Linked DNA regions of Gossypium hirsutum: region 1 is linked to region 2. Evidence: chromatin contacts called from public Hi-C data. All regions are on one chromosome and are shown on one strand. Each heading gives the region's core, a stretch centred on a gene start, on an enhancer-like site or on the middle of the called end of the contact. The rest is flanking DNA. Distances are from core to core; before and after follow the strand shown. Region 1 has its middle 21 kb from the start of LOC121212612. Region 2 holds the start of LOC107942046.

Region 1 (5,118 bases), core at 750-3,249, 36 kb before region 2:
AGGTAACAAGATGTCATATCCAGTAAGTTAGGACACAACACCTCGTGTTTCCGAGAGTAAGCATTTTATTTAAAATCCGTATTACAATTTTAAAAGAATATTCTATTATTTTAGATTAAACGAGAAAAATCAAAATCCAGTAAGTTAGGGCACGATTTTCTCGAATCTCAAAATACGAAATATTGCTTATTTAAAACAACATTTTAATGTATCGAGTAAAAATATGACGTGATTTATAGTGAAATATAAAAGCAAATTATGACACTAATACATATAATAACATAATAATATGTGCGACAGTGTCGATAACAATAATATGAGCAATTATGAAAATATGAAATAAGAGAAGGCTAGTAATAAAATATAAAACAAATACATAAAGAAAATGAAATAAGCAAATACATGAATATATAGAATATATATATATATATATAACATGACAAAATAAAAAATACAATGATAACGAAAACGATAGTAATAATAATATTGATAATAATAATAGTAGTAAAAATAAAAATAATATAGTAATAGTAATAAAAAAGAAAATATAATAATAATAATAATAATGGCAATAGTAATAATAAAAATAAATGATAAGAATTAATTACAATAAGAGTACCAAAAATAGTATAATGAAAACGGTGAAATAAAAGGGGAATAAATATATCAATGAATAAATAATAATAAATAAGGAAACATACAAACCATAAAAAGGAAACGAGAATATATAAAAAATGTAAAAGAGTAAGACCATAAAAGAGAAAAATGGAGATAATTTTATATCAAAGAGTTAAAAAATAATACTAGCCAAATACCTAAATAGATAAATATAAATAGGAATGCAAAACAATGATAATAATCGTAATACTAACAACAATGGACTAAATTATGAAAAAAAAAAGGTTTAAGTATAGATTTTTAAAATAAAAATAGAGAAATGAGGAATGAAGGGCTAAAATGAATCGCGTACAGAGATATGGGGACCAAATAGGAAATTAATCCCTACCCCATAAACGGCGCCGTTTAGGTGTTTGGCCATTCGAATGGTCTGGGGACCAAATTGCGACAAAAACAAAAGGAGTGGCCAAATTTAAAAACATTAAAGAAGCGAAATAGGACCATATTGAAGCCAGCCTCAAAAGCGGAAGGACTGAGGGCGCAAATAGACCCTCAGTCTAAAAACACACGGATCCTAGGCACAGGCGGGTCGGGTTTGCGGGTCAGCCCCAAAACGACGTCGTTTTGGGGCTCTTCAGGGCACCTTGAAACGGTGCCGTTTTATAAGGCTATAAAAGCCAAATTTTTGAGAGAAAAAACCACTTCTGCTATCATTTTCTAAAAAAAAAAAAAATCTTAGCAGCTCTCTCACTCCCTCTCTCTCGCCCTCTGGTCGGAGCTAGAATTCGGCGAGTGGGCTGTTGTCAGCCACTATTTTTTTGTATTTTTAATATATATATATATGTATTTGGGTAAGAAAATAAATGATTAAATAGGTTCAAAAGGAAATAAAATAAATAAAAATAAATGAAAATAAATAAACCTTTTATCAAAAACCTTTGAACTCTCTTTTGGTGTTGTTTGCTGCGATTAAGTGTTTTTTGTTGGGGTTTTAGTTCTTTTGATTGTATTTCTACTCGGTTTCTCTTTGTTTGAAAGCCTATCTTTTATTTCAAGGGGAAAAAAGGTCCCGAAATTTACAAATTTAGGGCTTTTATAGCCCTGATTCAATGTAATTATCCCTGCTGTCATTTCTTCTCTGGTTTTGCAGGTGCAAGTCGGCGGCAGTGACCAGGGCGGTGGAGCAGGTGGCGGTGGGTGATGGTGGCAGTGGGCAGGTGTTCAGAAGGCCTTAGGTGCGGCGCACCTAGAGTTTGAAAAATCTGATTTTTTGTTTTCTGTTTGGGCTTACAGTTGGGTTTAGTTTAGTGGGTATTGAGCTGGTGTAATTGGGTTAAGATAGGTTGGGTTTTGGGCTGTTGGGTAGGTTTAATTTTGGGCTGGTGGGTTTAATTTAGGTGGATTAGGTTTAGGCTAAAATGGGCCTAGATAAAATTGGTATGTACACTGTACATTACCAAATAAAAAAAAAATTAGTATATTATATAAAAAGGTGCACTTGCATAAATAACTTCGTTAAATGAGACTTGGATAGTTTACTTAAATGACAAATCAACAAATATTATCATTTATTTATCTTAACATTTGAGTTAAAATATTTGAAACAGAATAATTTATTTCAATTATCAATGTTAAAATAATAAAGGAAAATAATGAAAACAAAATCAGTCCATTTAAATGAAATTAAGTGTATCAAAAATAAAACCAATTATTTTTATATTAGGTAATGATACTGACAACTTGGTTTTCCAGCTGACTTTGCCTACTTGTTTACATCACAAAAATATCTACAACACTATAAAAACGACAAAATTGAGTTGTTTGTTTTTTTTTCATGTTGCCAAAAATGAAAACAAAAATTTCAAATCTTGTATAATTATTTTTTTTCTACTAGCCTATTTTCTTACCAATGCACCCCTCGATCATAATTATATAATTTATATCATGACATAAAAATACAATATAATATGAATATTAAAATTATGCTACCTTATATTTAAGAAAATAACAATATATATTTGTTATATTTTATTACAAGAAAGATTCACTTATACCTATATAAAATTAAAGTAATTTTACACTTTTTCATATATTTTTGTATGATTAATATTTTAATGATTTAGTCATTGGAATTATTAATATAATTGTACTTATCATGTGTGTAAATTTTCGAAACGGTCTAATATCTCTATCATATCGATTTAAATGTTGTATATATTAATATTGTTACACCCCAAAATATAATGGGTTAATTGAAATAAATAACTTTAAAATTAAATAAGTTTGATGGTTACGTACCATTGTCATATTTTAGAGGTTTAGTCACTCCCCTCCTATTTCTTATTCTTTTATTTTCAATAAATTAGGATGAAAACTACAGTAAAACAAATATTATGAGAAGTAAAAATTTAACAAGAAATAAGCCTTAGGCCTAATTGTTAAGAGCATGCTTTCCTACTTTTTATTTTCAACAGTTAGGGGAAAATTGCTATGCCACCCTTAGGGTTTCCCAAACCCTAGGTATTTAGTCCAATATTACCCAATTAGACTTGAATTATGTTTCTTTTCAAATCCCATTAGAACTTTTCTTTCCTCTCCCTATTTCTTCTCATCTTTCTTTTCTTTCCTATCATTTACATCATATTTTCCACCTTTTACTATTGAGTATTTTCTTTCTCGTATCAAATTAACTTCGCTTCCTGATTTCTTGCGATATCGTCAAATAATATCCTTAATCTTTGCCAAGAATCGGCAAGTACATCTCAATCCGGATGATTAATCTCAATTTTTTGTAGAAATACTATACAGTACTAATCATATATTTGATTAAACAATATTTAATGTTCTTGCCAAAATCTTTCGTAAATCTTATTGAATCTTGATACCCAATGTTAATTCAGGCAAATTTGTCCTTGAAGGACCTAATTTAGGTGAATTAGATTTGATTTGATCGCAAGGAATGTCGATTGGACTCTCGGTGAAAGGAGTGCGTTCTTTTACAAGTGAAACGGGGCAAACTGTGTCTAGGATTAGGACCACATGGTTTCCCACATGGGCGGGTGGACCACACGACCATGTGCCCTGGATACTCTAAGCTAGTTCAAATCTCACATGGCCTGCCATAGATCGTGTCCCTCCTATAGCTTAATTTTGCAATTGGCCACACGACCACATTCTGTTACACGGCCTGGCCACACGATTGTGTAAACCCTCCATATGGCCTATAGCATCTCACACAACCTGGACAAACAACCGTGTGTCCCCTATTTTACAATTTTTCCCAGAATTTTGTGAATTATTCAGTTTAGTCTCTGTATGACCATCGAACTGTTTTTGGAATTTTTTTTCACCCGATTGAGTCCCTGACATTATGAACATGCTAGAATCTGTGATTTGATGATTGAACTGCTATTGAATAATGATGATATGTGAATATCACATGTCTACTGTCACTTTCTCTCTGATGAATTGATACTGTTATTCTTATCACTATATTATTGGTTGCATGTCTACTGTCGTTGTTAAACCGAATACTTGTTAAACCGAATACATCTTAAAGATGCCTACTATTACTATTAAACCTAATACATGTTAAGCATGTCTATTGTTCCTGTTCTGTATTGTTACTAGCATGTCATATTGCATTGCATGAGGTGGAATGATTGAAAGGAGGAAGTACTGACAGTTTAATAATCTGCAACACTGGTGGTTTATCCATGAATTTACTGGCAGCTTTGATCTACAAATATGTTGTGCACTCACAACATACTAGCAGTTTTTCTACAAACATCGGTGGTTCATATGCAAACTTACTAACAGCTTTTATCTGCAAATACGTTGTGCATTCACAACTTACTGGTAGTTTATCTGCAAACACTGGTGGTTCATCCACAAACTGGAGTGTCCGGGTTAAAAGTGTTATAAGGAAATCTTACGTGAAGTGTAGCGGTGAGGTAAGACATTTTTTGTTAAACTGAAATTGCATTGCATTGACACTCATAAGCATACTTGAATGAATTGTTAACTTTTGCTATACTATACAAATGCTATTATACTGAAAATTGTTATTATGCTTGGCTTATTACTCTACACTGATTTTCTTGTGACGAAGCTTCATAGCTTACTCCCCTTTTATTTTCATCTCTACAGATAACCCACTAGGTTAGGACACGGACACAACATTTGGAGGGTTTCGACACGAATTATTTTTTATAAAATATTTTAGATTTATAATTTGATATTTTTGAATCCAGAGATTGTATTGTTTTAATTTTGAACTGTGGCATGAAACTTAAAATTTGGATTTTTATAACATGCATGACATTTAATTTGATTTTAAAATATTGAAATTTGGATATTAATTAGTTATGCATAAACTTCGGTTTTTATTAAAAATATAAATAAATATCAATTTCCCGCTGCTATAATATATATAAATTCTGAAATAAATAAATAAATTGAAAATTAACTAAGTTTTCGAAAGTAGTTACTATTACAGGA
Region 2 (5,605 bases), core at 2,860-5,359:
ATGAATTCCCTTATTAGATTTGACTCTAATCTGGCAGATTTATGTCATCCTATCTCTAGGATTGCATGCAACTCCGCTTAATTATGGGGGATCTACTCTTAAACAGGGACTTTTGCTCTATTGAATAAGCACATCAAAACTTGAATTAATATCCTGGATTATTAAAGCGAGAATTAAAACTTACAATTAAGAATAAGAACAAGTATTTATCATATAATTCAAATAATAATAAAATCCGTCTTAGGTTTCATCTCCCTTAGATATTTAGGGAGTTTAGTTCATAACAATAGAGGAAAACATCTCAAAATTAGGAAAACAACAAAACATAAAGAGCCCAAGGAACTTCTAAGGAAATTGAATGGAGAACTTCAGTCTTGAAAGAGATCCTGCTTCTAAGCTGATTCCGATGGTTGTCCTTGAGTATTTTCTGCTTTCTACTCTCCATCCCCCCTTTTGATCCTCTTCTAGGGTGTTCATATAGACTTTGGAATGCCCAAATTATCCCAAAATTAACCTTTTCCGAATAGAATTAGACTTTGGCTCGACAGGGACACGGTCGTGTGCCACGCCCGTATGAAGATGCTCAGGCCGTGTGCAATTCTGAGTTGGTTTAATGTCGACATGGCCATGACACATAGGTATGTGGCCTGCCCGTATACCTCACATGGACGTGTGGATTGCCCGTGTAGAAGTGCCTAAGCCGTGTGAAACACTGAATTAGGCCCAATTTGTCCGTTTTTGGCCCGTTTCTTGCTCTTTTTGCTATCCTAAGCTCTCCTGAGTATAAACATGAAATTAAAGGATTAGGAGCATCAAATTCATTAAATCTTATGATAATCCTTCCAAAAATATGCCAAGCATGGGGTAAAAATATGTATATATTATGGTTTAAATATCCCCACACTTAAGCATTTGCTTGTCCTCAAGAAAAATTCTTAACTCAGAATTAAAATTAACTCTTCTTAACTTATAATTCTCATCAATAATATTTCGAAGTAATCCACAGATAATCACACATTGAGAATTCAACTAAAAGAACATCAAAGTTTCAAACAATCCAGGTTAAGCTTTTTTTGTCATAAAATCATAGGTATCCCCATTTTTCTAAGTAATTACCTTTAATTCCAAATCGATAAGGGTTGACATCCTCACTAAAGATTCACTCAAATCACTCAAATTGTTTAAGGTTCAATAATTAGACGCTCAATAGTCAAACATGAGAAGTTATTACCATAGGCTTGCATGAAAATCAGTTCTCCACCACTATAAATGAGATGATACACGAATCAAAATGTCTTTAACAGGGTTGTAATGGGGCTTGGGTTAAAGGTGTGGATAAAGGCTGAAAAAGAGAGTTAGAATCGAGATTTAATTTAATAAATTACCAAACTTAGAAAAATAAAGCTCATTACTGAATTACAAACAAGTGCCAAAATTAAAACCATCCGGAACTAGTCAAGTGAGCTTTTTCTTACTATAATAACTTTAACTTATCCAAGCTCTTTATAATATGAATATAAATATACGATTTTTTTAAGAACAAGAACAAGTACAATAATGGAAAGTGCATAATAAGGAATAATTCAACAACTGAAATGAACGAAAATAGTTAGGTAACTAATCAAATCAAATCTCGATAAAGAAGGGAGTCAATAAAAAGGGAGAAATTCTTAACGAATCAAAAAGGGTTAAGATGCGGGCTAACATTAAGGGGGAAATCAAGAAACAATGGTGAAGGCTCAAAGGGGTTCACTAAGGGTCAATTATGTGGGTAGGCTTTTTATAGGGTAAGTCGGTTAAAACCTAAATGCCTTTATCATCTCGGTATATTAAATCAAACCTCATCACTGGATGTATCTGAGTAGAACCATACAAACTATCAATCTTTTTATTTAAAAGTTCTACCTGGTTAGATAGCACAGTGGCCACGTCGAGGTTGAAAACACTAGTTGCTTTTGTCGACTTTATTCTCATGACTTGCCACTGATGGTTATTCAGTGGCATCTCTTCAATAAATTCGTAAGCCTCTTCAGGTGTTTCGTTGTTTAAAGTTCCACCGGTGGCTGCATCGATCAGTTGTCTTGTTGAGGGGTTCACACCGTTGTAAAAAGTCTGAACCTCCAGGCATAGAGGTAACCCATGGTGAGGGCACCTTCTCAATAAATCATTGTATCTCTCCCATACATCATAAAGAGTTTCTAGATCCATCTGTACAAAAGAAGAGATATTATTCCTTAATTTAGCCGTTTTAGCCGGCGGAAAATATTGAAGTAAAAAATTTTTTGGTCATTTGTTCCCAAGTAATGATTGACCCTCGTGGTAATGAGTTCAACCACAGTTTAACTTTATTCTTTAATGAAAAGGGAAACAACTGAAGGCGAATACCATCATCAAAAATGCCATTGATCTTAAAGGTGTAGCAGAATTCTAGAAAATTTGCTAAATGAGTATTTGGGTCATTGTCCTGCAAACCATCAAACTGAACAAACTGTTATATCATTTGAATAGTGTTAGGTTTCAGTTCAAAATTATTTGCAGCAACAGCAGGTCTGACTATACTCAATTCAGTTCCTGTTAAAGTAGGTTTAGCGTAATCATACATATTACAAGAAGCGGGATTCTGATCTACTGGATTTGCAGCAACCATAGGAGGTAATGAATTATTTTGATTTTCAGCCATCTCCTCGATATTAGTGTGAATATCTCCCTCTCGTTTTTCCTCTATGTGTTGTAGGCTTCGCCTTATTCCTCTTTGGTTTCTACGAGCTGTGCTCTCAATTTCACTGTCAAAAAGCAAAGGTCCTAATGGGTTTCTTCTAGTCATAAACTGTCAAAAACCTGTCAGGAGAAGGTAAAAGAAAAATTAGTAATTAAAATAAAAACAAAAGAAAATTAAATTGCAATAAAAATAAAAAATGGCTAAAATAATAAAAATCAAGCGTTTCTAATATCTTAGTCCCGACAACAGCGCCAAAAACTTGACGGTCGTGAAACTAACTAAAAATTCGACTAAGGCAAGCGCACCTATCAAACAGTAGTGTAATAGGCCCATTTCGTCCAGGCCCATTAGAATAAAAAATAGAAATTAAAAACCAAAAAAAAAACAAAAATTAAAAAAAACACACAAATAAAGAATCCAAAATCAGAAGTCAAATTTCCGGTTACAAATATTTGGGCCAAAAATAACTTAAACCCAAAATCCCTTAATATAAACTTAACCCAGTTACATAAAATTTGACCCAATTAAATAAATCCTAAAACCTAATTCTAATAACCCAAACCCGAGGCCCAATACACCCAAAAAGAATCTCAGCAGCCTGAGAATGCCAGAAGCTTCTGGAATAAGCCAGAATGGCACCAGAAGGTCAGCTTCTCACGAGAAATCCCCACGCTCGGCCTCTACGTCACCAGGATCGCTCCTCCGTACAGCCGTTCCTGCAAAAAACACACGAGAAGAGAGATAACCAAATTCACAGAAGATGACAGTAATAAAAATGTAATTTTATTTTTTACTTTATTCTGTAAATCCGGCTATAAAAGCCGTTGAATGTACTCCAAAAAATTTACGCATACTGTATCTGTACACACGCACAGAGAATAGATAAAAAGCAATTTAAGATTAACAAAGGTGATTTCAAGTTTTCTCTTGTCCTCTCTTATGAATTTTTTTTTAGTTTATTTTTTTTCATTTGGTTCGGATTTTTTTAGTATGTGAGTCGATCCCAATGAAAGCCCGAATACTTCAGAAATACTGAGGTAAAGGCGAGGGAAAAAATAGTGTTGAATCTTTGCTTTATGAACCTATCTTCGTTTTTAAAAAAAATATAATGTGAGATTTGAAGTTTTTTTAAAAAAAATAAAAAAAAGGAGGAAGAAAATACTTACTAAATTTCTCTAGGCATGGTCGAGCGCCTTCAACGGGGAGGATGGGTACTGTTTGCATATTGTTGATCACCAAAACAATGGTGGCTCGGCTGCTAGAAAAATAAACCCTAGAAATTTGATTTCAAGGCTGTGATTTTCGGTCAAAAATGGGACTGCGTTTGAAAAGGGAAATGGGGAAAGAAAGGTTTTAAGTAATCTTTTAACAAAACGGTGCCATTTGTAATAATGAAGGCCCGCGCGTCAACCCGTTTAGTAGGCCGGGTATGCGCATGTTTTGCTTAAAATGGGGAAATTGCGCACTGGATCCTTCCTTTTGCGCAAAGCCCTCAATTGCGTTTTGATTGCCTACTTTATGTTGTTTAAATTTGGCTCGAGAATTTGTGCGCTTTTTTTTCACTTGGGTCCTCGATTTAATGTAGCGTTTTGGGCGCGGGATATTTTCAATTCCAGTCCCTGCATGTTTGTGCGCATGGCACCTTGATCCTATTTTTCAATTATTTCATTTGTAAATTGTCCCTCTTGTTTTAATTTTGTTTTAATTAAGTTTTTATCCTTATTTTATTTTTTTTACTGTATGTACACTGTCTTTTACATGTTTGATTGTTGGCTATAATATTTCAAGTTGTTTCGATAATTGAATTTTGTTTTAGAAAACATTATTATAATCTTTTCTCTTTTATTCAATCATTTCAATAATTGGTGTATTATTTGTAATAAAATTCATTTTAGTTTTTATATGCCATTAATTTATGATATTTTATAATTTCTTTTGAATTCATTCACTAATTTTAATGTTTATATTCTTTTTGTTGAGAAATTCACTTATTTTTATGTGTCATTTAAGTTATTATTAAGCATGTACTTAGTACTTATATTTAACTTACACCCGGTATTAAAACTATGTTATTTTTATATGTAGTTTTTTTAGTAGATCTATATCTAATTGCTATTTAAATTTATTACATGTATATTTTATGATAAAGTAAAATTCATTTTATAATTCATATTTTAAGTCTATGTAATTTAAATAAACAACTATTTCTAAAATATCTTCACATGTATATAACCTATGTTAAGTTATTTTTACCATAGTCCATGTTATTGATTTCATTTTAATATGTTTCTTATGTATATACATTTTTTTAAAATTACTTATGGGTATAATACATTTCTTTTAAAATATTATATTTTAAATCATACAATTTATTTATTGTATACACTCTCATATTATCCTTATGTATGTATTATTTATATGTTCTATCAATTCAAATCAATTTGTTACATGTAAAATTACGTTATATATTATGTGTTTTAAATTTCCCTTTAAAAATATAGTTTTATAAAAATACATCACTAAATTTAAGTATTTTGTAAATATAGTTTTTTTTTTACCTTTTTGTGTGCATGATTAGATTTTTTTTTAAAGATTCGTTACATGTGTAATTTATATATTTACTTATTTTTTATATACTATTAATTTCATGCTATCTTTTACAAATAATTATTTCCAAATTTATTTATATATACATGTTTTATAAATTTGCTATGTACATTATATCTTATCATGTGCTTTATTTTTCTTTAATATTTTATATATTATTTAAGTTATCCTGCGCATTGTCAATCTCTAAATGAAATTGTGTTTAAAATATTTTGCATATTATTCGATTCAAATGTTTTATTCTATAATATTTATTTCAAATAAATCCCTAGTTTTTAT

The links. Hi-C and Micro-C count contacts between places; a contact is called where the count stands out from the background.
Region 1: a contact with region 2 is called in a Hi-C map of leaf, with 1.8 times the contacts expected there. The contact joins the enhancer-like site here to the promoter of LOC107942046 in region 2. A contact is called at or near these places in 6 of 34 Hi-C or Micro-C datasets (anther, callus, hypocotyl and 1 more).

What each region holds. Positions count from the first base shown.
Region 1 is chrA13:108,572,327-108,577,444 of Gossypium_hirsutum_v2.1, reverse strand. No RefSeq gene overlaps it. Among protein-coding and RNA genes, the nearest start is that of LOC121212612, 21 kb to the left of the region's middle. Within about 2 kb of position 1,999, at least 1 of the 9 cell types and tissues checked has an H3K27ac peak or open chromatin away from gene starts, as enhancers often do. A contact at or near this core is called in leaf, where this site is marked.
Region 2 is chrA13:108,537,714-108,543,318 of Gossypium_hirsutum_v2.1, reverse strand. It overlaps LOC107942046, which reads right to left and starts at 4,109. Exons shown (of 4, transcript XM_041085722.1): 1 at 3,025-4,109; 2 at 2,386-2,838; 3 at 1,906-2,208; 4 at 141-777. The coding sequence starts at 2,403. The coding sequence ends at 763. It overlaps LOC121212949 (small nucleolar RNA R71), which reads left to right and starts at 2,135; the gene lies at 2,135-2,241.